Regions from separate parts of the Sus scrofa genome. Here region 2 is linked to region 1. The links are chromatin contacts, called in public HiChIP or PLAC-seq maps. All regions are on one chromosome and are shown on one strand. Each heading gives the region's core, a stretch centred on a gene start, on an enhancer-like site or on the middle of the called end of the contact. The rest is flanking DNA. Distances are from core to core; before and after follow the strand shown. Region 1 has its middle 540 kb from the start of CITED2. Region 2 has its middle 14 kb from the start of CITED2.

Region 1 (5,971 bases), core at 3,224-5,723:
TCCTGCACTGCTGTGGCTGTGACTTAGGCTGGCAGCCGAAGCTCTGATTCGACCCCTAGCCTGGGAGCTTCCATATGCTGTGGACAAAAACAAAAAAAGCATAAATGAGGCACAACAAGGTAAGAAGATTTGGCTCTTCCAAAGCGACCTCTGGAGAACTTGTCTAAAGCAGTTGCGAAACTAGTAAGCTACCTTTTCCCCTGACCTTCCTTCTGCAAACACCAATGCTCATATCATTCCCCTTGAAAGACAATCAGTCCCCATGCCTGATGTCCCAGAGCAGGTCTGGACATCCTGCTTTTCCTCAGCTGGGTAATTCAACCTTGGCCTCCCAGAAACAGATTTACTGATTCAATACAGCTGTACATTTTAATCAAATTGTGATAGTTTTTAGCCACTCAACAAAGGATTTATGGTTCTTTTCATTGTATCCTGCCACCTAACCCCCATCAACATCTTGAGTGTAAATGGTGATGATGGAAAGTAGAGGAAAGGAAGGTCTTTCCCCAGAGGAACATACATGCAATGAAGGGGAGTCAAAGCATGGTCTCTGAACCAACCCTGTGTCTCTCCAAGGATGCTAACAGAAGAAGAGTGCTTCCCCAGCATAGTCACTCATGGCAGCACAAGGAAGATTTATGACAGTGCAACATGTAAAAAGAGGGATAGGCAGACAGCAAATTAGTTGACTATTGATGAAATAAGAGGGACCAGGATACCTTTTATTGGACATATTCCACCCCGAATGTGTATTAGAACGACGTAAGTATTTTACCAAATCACAGTTAGTTGCCCAGTGTATTATAGAATCCTAGACCCTAACACTGACTGGGAGTAGAGATGGGAAAAAGGCAGATACACAGAGCCCAAGAGAAGCAGGGTGCAACTTCATTAAAGGTAGAGGAGGAATGTATGAGCAATGCCCTAGCAATATTTCCCATCATGATGGGAATAATGGGAGGAATAATGAGAATTTCATTGTGTCTGGAGCTGGATGATACTATCATGTTTATGATGCTGTCCAGAAGCTCTATATCCAATGTCCTAATAGGTGATGTTACCATAATAGTATCCTAAATTACCACAAAACACTATGAGTAATACAGTTCCACAGTAGAGCTACTCCATAGGTCACGTGGCCTCAAAACACTGACCTTGGAACTTAAAAACCATTTATAATGTTTCTGTGGAAAATAAGTTCCAGCCTCCAAACAGCATTCTTTGGGCAAACTTTTAGAACACAGTCTGCTTAGGAACTGTCTCTACTGGTCTGTGATATGTTTGTTTTGCACATTAAGTTTGTTTCAAATGCTTCTTACAAAGAAATTTCCTGCTCTTGGAAAATAACTTCAAATAATAAATTGTAACCAAAAATGGCCATGAAACTTTTAAAAACCAGTCAAGCGGTGGAAAAGATGAACAAAGCTGAAGACATTTGGGGAAGGTTTTGAACCTCCCGATTAAGGGAGATTTTCATGTTAAAGGAAAAAGTACTCACATGGTGAACATCTCTTTGTTTGCAGCACTTTATATAGATTTCTGAAATGTGAAAATAGGAAGCTGGATTTATATGGCTTTTGCTTTAATGATTCTAAACTGCCTGGAAACAGCAGCACATGCTATAGCAAGTTTCAGATGTTAAAAGAAAAGCTGTACTTCTAAACCCCTTTCTATATGATGTCCCCAGCTTTGTGGACATTCGAGAGCAAAGCAGAGCAAATACAGGAAATTCACAGATGCTTTAATGGTTTCAGGATTCCCAATTACCCTAAAAAGTTGAAAAGATGCTCTGGCAGATTTACTCCCTCTTCTTTTACATGTCATGAATTCCAAAGTATTGGTATCAAACTGTGTCAATAGCACTCATCTGTTAATATTTAGAATCCTATAAATGAGCTTACTAAATGTTAAATATTACCCACTTATGTCATTAGAGTCATCTAATACTAATGACACCAACCACGGTTTGGTTTTCAGTCCTCTCCCCTAAAACCTACATGCATCGCCTCAGGGAGGCTTACATAAGGCCCCATCTGGGCAGAGGGGAGGAGGAGGAAACAGCAAATTGCAGGATCTGCTGATCTTGGATATAGGTCTCTGCAGGAGCTTCCAAATGTGTCTTTGTTTATGTTCTGGGCTCTGGGTTGTTGTGGGGCACAGATCTAAAGAGGAAGGAATTTGTTGCCTCAGTAAAAAAAAAAAAATGTGCAATTAAGATGTGAAAGAAAGGTTAGGTGAAAGAGAACAAAAAGACTGTCTCAGTATATTCAAAAACAAATATTTATGAATTTAAACATCAGCTCTTTCTTTTTAAAAATGTGCATATAGTGGTTAATAAATCCCGATCCTTCCACACCAAATTTAAAAAAAAGCATGGCAATGATGCAAATAATTCAAGTAGAAAGATCACTGGCTCTGGGGCAGAAATGATGTGGTTTTACTTCCCAGCCACACAGTGTGTTATAAATTAGTTGACCTCTCTGAACCTCGGGTTTTGTTTTCTTTAAATATAAATTATAAGGAAATATTAATTATGATGTTTAAATAAAAGAATAAAAAACTAAAGCAACCAGCACAATACCTCTGAAATACGGTTTTGTTCCCTCCTTTCTCTCTTTTCCTTTTTAAAATTATAGACATATTTTTAATAAGACATGACATAACCGATCAAACAACTATCCAGAAAGCACAAGATTTCATTGCAGACATTGGTAGCGTACTCCATACACTACTGGGCATAGAAGAGTTAAATGGGAACACCATTTTTAAATCCCAGAGGGCTGGAGGGAGGAGAGAGGGTAACAGTGGGTTTAATAAAGTTACACAGGCAGAGTCCTGGTGCCTAAGCTCCTCCACCATGTTCCTTCTGAGACTTCCATCAGTCAGGAAGTGATTCTCTTAGTCCAAAGGTGTTTAAATTGCCCTCTTTTGCCCATACTGCCGAACAGGAGGACACCCAGGGCACAATATTCACAAGAAAGAGACCTACATTTCTAGAGATAACATGGAAAGCAAACGAGGCACATGTCACACAGCCTCCTCAGCAACACAGTGTTAAAAGGAAAACATATTAAACCTTGAGCACTTGCAGACGGAAAGGCCAAGAAAGTGATACAAGTAGTAATGAAAAGTTCCAATACCTGGTCAATTCCCATTCACGTACAATGAAATAGAGAAGTACACAAAAGCGCATACACGTGCTCTCCTCCTGCACCACAGGTGTGTGCCTACTGGACAAGGCAGGAAAAGAAACGGACTGTAACAGAACACAGACGGGGTAAGGGTCTTCCCTGCAAGCTCGGTTGAGAGAGATAGATGAGGCATCTCAGAACTTCATCACAGAACATCTTGTATCTGTTATATTTATGCTTGTCAAGTTTATAACATGCACATAATTCTCTTTCATTCTTTCAACCAGGATTTACTCTCTTTTAGCTAGAGGAGGGCATGGGCTTTGTCTTTATTGCTCACTTTTAGACTTGGCAAGTAGATGCTCAACAAATATTTTCTGAATGAATTTATGAACTTTTCCAGGTCTAAAGAAGACTTCCATTTTAGATAAACAGTTACAAGAGAGTATGTTAATGGACAAGAGAGTGAGATCATGGAGTACTATAAGGTCAAGAGTAGGGGAACTTATGGAGTTCCCTGGCGGCCTAGCAGGTTAAGGATCCTGCTGTCATCACTCTGGTCACTATTGTGGCACAGGTTTGATCCCTGGCACAGGAACTTCCCATGCCTCGGGCAGCCACATAGGTGAGCTTAGCCCAATAGATGGGGTTATTCCATATTATGGAGTCAGTGATTTACGTTTAATCCTTTTCTGGTTTTCTGTATTCATTTATTAAAGATTTCCTTAGGTTTTGGTTTTATGAATATATAATCACTTTCTCTTATCCAATAGAGTCAAGACTTTGATATTCAGAAGAACCCAAACCCCTTTTGATAGCAGATTCCTTTTTAGAGCACTATCTTAATCAGGCCTATTTCTGTATGGTCTTGCTCCAGCCAACTGAAAGATGGCACATTCTGTAGGTTAACCCTATAGACTGTTGAGCAGTATCTCTGTGAAAGACATAGATATTGGTTATATTTATACAGGTATCTACACTAGGGTGGAAGTGAGCAAATCTCCCTCTTCTATATATTAATATCAATCAATAATTTATGAATTTACTTAAATTGACCTTACACTAATTTATGTTTTCAGCCTTCTGGGCAATGAGTTCCATGCCATCATTCCTTTTTCTCCTAAATAATAAATTTCATTTGTGTTAGAATTCACCACAAGCAATTCAGCAGAACATCATTAGCCTTCTACAAAATACCATAAGACTAAAATGTTATCTTCACTAACATAAAGACTTTGACTTTTTCTAAAATTTAAATTTTATCTACTTCTTTCCCCTTTGGCATGACCTTACAAAGAACCATGATGGTTCATCTGTCATGATTTCCTCCTACAGAAACCACATTTTTTTCCCCATTAGGTCATGCATGTTAACCACTAAACAACTGCCTCATCACAACTTCCAGTGGGTGGAGAAGGGACGAAAGGGAAAAATACCAGTTTCCTTACAGAAAGAAATTTCACTAACAATCCCGCAACTTTCCTTCTATTTGTAACAAAAATGTAACAATCTAGTCCCTAACACCCAAACTACTTTTTATTATTAAAATACATGCCAATATACATATGCCAAAACCCACAGGAGGTCCAACAGCAAGAGTGAACCCTAATGCAACCTAAGGCTTTGGGTGAAAATGACCTGTCAATGTAGGTTCATCAGTTGTAACAAATGGTACCACTCTGGTGGAGGACGCTCTGGGAGGCTGAGGTGACACCGTGTATGCAGTGGGCTATGGGAACTCTCTGTAGTTCCCATTCAATTTTCTTGTGAACTTAAACTGCTCTAAACAAAAAAAAAAAAAAAAAAAAATTAAGTCTACAAAAAAAAAAAAATCTGCACAGAAATAAACACCAGACTCTAATCAAAATACTTTATGTGTTTTACTAAAATTAATTTATGTAATCCTCATGAGCGATATGAGAACTTATGAGACCTTATGAGACCTTATCAGAAAGATAGTAATACCATTTTTCCCTTTTTGATGATGAGGAGACTGTAGCAAAGAAAGACTACGTCATCTGAATGACACAACTGAAGAGTGTCAAAATTGCTACCTGGCTACAGTCTATACATCTCATTACTCAGCTGGGTTACTTTTCAATCATATCAAATAAAGTCTCTGGCCACACATTCCTCCCTTCCACCCTGAGCACATTTCTTTCTATAACTAGCTGGGCAGCTGTGGGTGATTTCATAGAAGCATTGTCTACTTCATAGCAATATATGTTTTTAAAGTCTCTGCCTGTATCACTCTTAAGGATAAGCCTCATAAGTAAAACGGGAAGTGAAAGAGTTCCTAATGGTTTTCTTGGTAAAGATGAATGTGAGGAGTCATTTGAGTTTTTCATTTGCATCACAGCCATCAGATTGCCTCATTGATGCTTTGGCTAGCTTCCCAATTTTGAAGTATTTCACAAGTTTGTATATACTGACTTTTCAGTTTATTGCCTTGGTTAACCCATGGTTATTTGGGGAAGGTTTTTATTTTCTTCATATTTTCTGTTTTGATGACCTGTGTCACTTCTAAAAACAGGAAAGAAACAAAATTTTTAAAAAGCTTAGTCAATAGTGAAATACCTACATTGTTTAGAAAACTGCAGTGATGTAGAGGAGAAAAGAATTTTCAAATGACATAGTGTTTGTTCCCAAAGTTCAACTTCCTTACTGAAAAGTTAATTTTATGAAAATGATTTTAACAAATATCTGAATATGTCATATGTTCTGAATATACACCATCCATATACATAAAAAGTTACTTTATAGTAAGAGTTGTTTCGGTATAAGAAGAGTCTTAGAGGATACAAATGAACTTGGAGGAATTAGTAATACTTTGAGAAAAA
Region 2 (6,059 bases), core at 526-3,025, 520 kb after region 1:
AATATTTTCTTCCTTTCCATCTAGGATAGTAAGTATCCTTTGCTCAATGTGGAGAGAAGAGGGATGAAACACTAAAGATTTTTAAAGCCATTTTTCTGTATTTGGAGAAACAATAAACATGACCCTTGCTTTATAAAACATAACTTTGGTCTGGAGTCATGTTCTACCCCCCACTGTCTTTTAAAGCTAATAGACAATATCAGAAAACCTTTCACTGTGGAGTCAGGCCAACTTCATTTGAAAGCCCAGATCTGCCACTTGGCAGCTGAATGACCAGTCAAATCACTTTCCCCTCTGGGCCTCAGATGATAATACCTTTTTAGCAGAGTTGATATTGAAATTAAGTAAGACAATGTACATGGAAGCAAATGGCATATTACATGGCACCCAGCAGGCACCGAGCAAACACAGTCTCCCTCCTTTCTTTCTTTTATTTTCCCCAAGCGCACTCTTCTTCTATTTCTGAGAAATTCGAAATAGTGTTATCTAAGGAGGAGAATTCAGTGTGGCAGTTGATGACAGCCAAAAGCCATCACCAAAGCATTCTTTTATTGTTTTTCTCCCTAAGAGTCAGGGGTGGGAGAAGAAATGGGAAGGAGGTAAGAGAGATCCCTAACCAATGGAATAAGCTAATTGTTAACTTCTTTATTCTTGTTAAATATAATAATACGTAATTGCCAATTAGAGTTTCTGGTCAACTCGCGGTTCTATGGTTACTGATATTATTTGAAATAATTCAAGAGCAGATCGCACTGAACATTTTGAATACTCTGAGCAGCTTAATGGCCTACAGGTTCCAGAAGTATTGAAAGGCACTAGAATGCTTATTTCACTACCTGGCTGACTTATAGGAGTCTAGAAGCTTCCAGCAGGGCATCATTTGTATAGTGGCTGATATGGTAGCTATTTCTGATGAAATCTCCCAGGCTTGAGATAAACTAACATCAAGGCATCAGAATCAAAAAGACATGGTCTTCATAAAGAATGAACCACTTCTCCATGCCCCGCAGGGGGTCTAGTTAATCATCAGATGTCAATACTTGGGGAGGGGGGGGTGTCACCATATTGCAAATATGATTCTTAGTTGTCAGGTAAAGAAACTCAATTTTTTAAATGCTTAGCAGACTCTATAGTCTGATATGTCCTAACAAAAATTAAATAAAATATATATTCATCCCTACATGTATTCATTGTTAATGGGAAAGGAACAAGGATTTTTAGTGGCTAAAATACTCAGGGCTGCCAAGTAGAATGTGGTCTCTCAATTATCATCCTATCCTGTCTTTAAAAAAAAAAAAAAAAAAAAAAAAACAGAAAAACAACTCACAACTTTATTTCTCAGCTATATCTCAATAAAGCGGAAAAAAATTTTTTCTGAGAACCATTTACGTAGATGTACATAGGCCTAGCTAGCTTATTTCTTTCAAGTGATATACAGTGTTGTATGGTATGGCTCGAGGATATTTTACCCATTCCTTCCTGCACACACATACAAGAGATTCTCTATAAAGTACACGCCTGGGGGTAGGACCACTGATCTGTAGGGTAGGAGCCTCCTGATGTGATTATACCAAGTTCACACTCTAGCAGCAATGTTGATTTGCTTCCCCACACTCTGAACAAGAAACAGTATTGGACCTCTTAATTTTTCCAAACATATGAAAGTGAAGTCCCAGTGGTATTTTACTTTAAATTTCCCAGATTACCACTGAATATATGAGCATTGTCTCATATATTCATGAATCATGTGGTTCTCCGTGGTTTACTGTGAGCTGCTTGTTCATTCTTTCGTCCACTTTCTTACTGAGTGGTTGGTTTTGGTTTTGGTTTGTTGTTGTTGTTTGTAATTAACGTGATAGCATTATTTTTTAACATGTAAAAAGCTCTTAATGAATTAATCATGTTTGGAGAACTTCTGAAAGCAAAGGAGAATGTGTCTTTTATAAGCTAACATGTTTTTCTGATTAATGTTTTTTTGGGTTTTTTTATTTTATTTATTAACTTATTTTTGTAGTGTCTCAGTTGCTTTTTTTTTGTTTTTTGTTTTTTTAAATGATTTTTTTCCATTGTAGTTGGTTCAGTTGTTTTTCTTTTTTAATTGAAATACAGTTGAATTACCATGTTGTGTTAGTTTCCAGTGTACAGCAAAGTGATCCAGTTATACATACAAATATATCTATTCTTTTTCAGATTATTTTTTAAAGTTTTATTGAAGAATACTGATTTACAATGTTGTAAGAATTTCTGCTATACAACAAAGTGATTCAGTTATACATATACTGAAAGGATGTGTATCCATTCATTTTCAGATTCTTTTCCCATATAGATTATCACTGAATATCGGGCTCTGCTATACACTAGGGCCTTGTTGGGCATCTATTTTACATATAGTAGTGTCTATGTGTTAATCACAAAGAGGATTAATACCCAAGGGGGAAGTGGGGGAAGGGATAAATCAGGAGTTTGGGATTAGCTTGATAGCATTTTTAAACATATTTTTATATATTTATATAGTATATACATCTGGGATAATAATCCTTTTCCTATCATATATGTTACAAATACATTATTCTAGTCTGCTATTTTTCTTTTAACATTATCTCATTCGTCAATCAGAAGCAATCTTCTCCTGTTTAATTTATGTTTTTCTATTTTGCTTAAGAAGTTTTCCCCTACCCTAAAATCTTAACAATATTCCCTATATTTTCTTTTGGTTCTTACAAGTTGAATTATCAGAAATTTCCTTAATGGGCATGGAATAGAGCAAAAAGAATGATCATGAGAGAAAGCTGACAAAAGCCACAGTAAAGCCAGTGAGCAAACACTCCAATGAGGCAGAGGACCCTTCTCAAGGCACCACAACTTGTGTCTTTTTTGTCCAGGGCAAAAACACAGCCAAATTCTCACTCTTTAGAGTCCATTTCATCCATATGCCATGCTGACCATGTGCCTTCAGTTAACACTTCTTTCCTCCAGACAACTCATTAGACTTCAGCTTTCATAGTTGATTCTAATCATTTATGTTATTTTGGGGCTTTTCCAAAATGATTTCATTGCTCCGGTTTTAAGAGTGCCTCCCTGAGACTCACAGCCTGGTCACCCTTTAGATACAGGTGATCTCTGGTCTCGCCAGCCAAACACATGTAGACAATCTCACAAATTATTTCTCCAGACAGCTAATCTCACTCATTATATGTGGTCCTTTCTAGTTTCACTACTTTCAGAGAGCAAACCTCATGTCTATTTACACTTCAAAATTTCTCATCTCTGCATTCTGAAAATTAAAAGAACTTCATCATAAATAAGGGTGTTTGGAAAGAAAGGTGATCAAGACATCTTTCTAGTACTGGTAAAAGGACACAATTAACCTGTCAGTAAAATCCATATTAGGAGCTCTTCTTTTTTCAGATTCTATTTGTCCGCTGAGCCATCCTCATCTAAGCCAGACTGTAAATTTACCTCCAGGTATTCCAGAATCCTAGTTATGGACTCTAATTTCCACTACGTTTGCCTCTGGTATTCTTCAAACCAGTGCTCTGCCAATCATAAGTGGCAGATTATTTCTCGTGAAATAATCTGAAAGTAGAACATCAAGATGTTATCAGTGAACTGGTTCTTCTGCACCTTTGTTTGAACAGGGGTCCTTGTCTTTGACCTGCTTCCGAGCATACTCCTGGCCACCAGCACAGTGTACAAGTACTCTCTGCACGAGTTTTGATAGGGGTTTGATTTTCTAGAGATTCCACAATGCTAAGAACAACCCTGGTAGTCTCAGGATGGCAGCCTTTGGTCTGTACTGTGAGGGAAGCCTTCAGCTACCTGGAGTGTCTCTGCAGTCCCAGCTGGTATGCAGTTGATCCCTTCAAGTTTGTCAGCAAGGCACAGGCAACAAACAGCACATGAAGTCCACCGAGTAGTTCATGTCATCTTGTGCAACTTTTTCTTGTTTGCTCTTGATTCTGTGTCCTTAGGCTGAATTTCTCTCCCTTAGCCTGAATTTCTGTCATCTCCAAATGAAGCAGTTTGGACTAGATGGTTTGTATGGACACTCCCATCTTTACCTTACAATGATTTTGTTATTCTTATGAGTTTATTTCAAAAACTCCATTATCATTGAAGGTATGGATAGAATCAGGTACATTTTTGCATATTACTTGTGAAATCTTTCCTATTATTTCTATAGTCACAGTTTGTGCAGTAACTAGAGGTCTTTATTGAGAAGTAACTGACAATATACTATTATATTAGTTTCAAGTATACAACATAATGATTCGGTATTTGTATATATTGTGAAGTGATTACCACAATGTCTTGTCAACATCCATCACCACACATAATTACACATTTTTTTCTCTGTGATGATATCTTTTAAGATTTACTCCCTTAGCAACTTTCAAATATGTAATACAGTATTATTAACTAGGGTCACCATGCTGTACCTTACATCCCCAGGATGTATTTTATTTTATAACTGGAAATTTTTGCCTTTTGATCACCTTCACACATTTTCACCACCACTACCACCATCACCAACATCCCCACCTCTAGCAACCGCCAATCTACTCTCGGTATCTATGAGTTGGGGAAGGAGGTGTTTTCCTTTTTTTAAAATTCCACATACAAGTGAGATCATAGTATATTTGTCTTTGTCTGACTTATTTCACTTACAACGACCTCAAGGTCCACCCATGTTGTCACAAATGGCAACATTTTCTTCTTTTATCCATTCATCCATCAATGGACATTTATGTAAAGATTTTGATGATATTGGTAACTTCATGCCTTTAGAGAAAACTGAAAACTTTCTAGCTCTAGCAGCCCATGCCCTTTTACTTTTAGGAGCATAGTTACATCAAGTTGAATCACTACCATCATGATTCAGTTGTACACTCTTGGCGGCAAATAGGGGGTCCAAAAGAGAACCATCATGTTAACAATCAGAGAACAACAAATCAGGGAATAGATTCAAACCTCAGAGAACTTCTATACTATCTAAGCATAGTTAGTAACTGGAACTTAGTCACTTCCTCTCCCCCTTCCCTCCCCCTAAAAAACATCTCTTTAAGAGTGTTTTTAAAAAAAGAGAGAGAGAGAGAGAGAGTTCCCATCGTGACGCAGTGGAAATGAATCCGACTAGGAACCATGAGGTTGCGGGTTCAATCCCTGGCCTCGCTCAATGGGTTAAGGACCGGTGTTGCCGTGAGCTGTGGTGTAGGTCACAGATGCAGCTCGGATCTGGAGTGGCTGTGGCTCTGGCATTAGCCGGTGGCTACAGCTCCGATTGGACCCCTAGCCTGGGAACCTCCATATGCGGTGGGTGAGACCCTAAAAAAAGACAAAAAGACAAAAAAAAAAAAAAAAAGGTGTTATAAAGCCAATTAATCCAATTTGCTGTTTCCCAAATTATTTATATCAGAACATAGTTTCTGTTCTCCATTTAAGTCTATTTTTAGATAAAGCAGGTTCTGATATATTTTTGAGCCTGTTTTTATTTCCTGAGAATAATTTTACTTATCAAAATTTCTCCCTCTACAAACACATCCCAAATCTATCAGCCAAGTAAAGTGAAAAGGGAATAGATTGGGGGTGTCACATCAAACATGTTATGAATTCACACTGTGCCAGTTATTAGGACACAAAGAAAAATAACTTACGGTCCCCAGCTTGGAAGTGTTTGTGGTGGTGGCAATGAGAGAAACAGGGTGACATGTAAGAAAACCAGGCTCTGTTAGAGCCAACTGAATGAGTTTCATTTTGCATGTTCCAATCTTGCACCTTTTATCTAATCACTTAAGATCTCAGATAGCAAAGTCCTCTCTAGCATCATGAACTCTGGACTTTTTTTTCTTTATATCTGCATTAGCTTCTCCTATCTCCTTGTAAGAAGGTCTCCCTGTTAAGCAACAAAGACCATAGAAAGGGCTCCTCATTGGTGCTATAATGCTAATGCTCTGGAACTTATATTAATATTTCAGAAAAAGCATCCTTATACTATACTATTGCACCAGGTAATATGGGAACACAGAAACACATTGCATGTGGATTCATTTTTGGCTGTA

What was found. HiChIP or PLAC-seq counts read pairs in DNA pulled down with a chosen protein or histone mark.
Region 2: a contact with region 1 is called in an H3K27ac HiChIP or PLAC-seq map of alveolar macrophages. The contact joins two enhancer-like sites.

What each region holds. Positions count from the first base shown.
Region 1 is chr1:24,615,613-24,621,583 of Sscrofa11.1, forward strand. No RefSeq gene overlaps it. Among named protein-coding and RNA genes, the nearest start is that of CITED2, 540 kb to the right of the region's middle. Within about 2 kb of position 4,474, at least 4 of the 83 cell types and tissues checked have an H3K27ac peak or open chromatin away from gene starts, as enhancers often do. A contact at or near this core is called in alveolar macrophages, where this site is marked.
Region 2 is chr1:25,138,471-25,144,529 of Sscrofa11.1, forward strand. No RefSeq gene overlaps it. Among named protein-coding and RNA genes, the nearest start is that of CITED2, 14 kb to the right of the region's middle. Within about 2 kb of position 1,776, at least 9 of the 83 cell types and tissues checked have an H3K27ac peak or open chromatin away from gene starts, as enhancers often do. A contact at or near this core is called in alveolar macrophages, where this site is marked.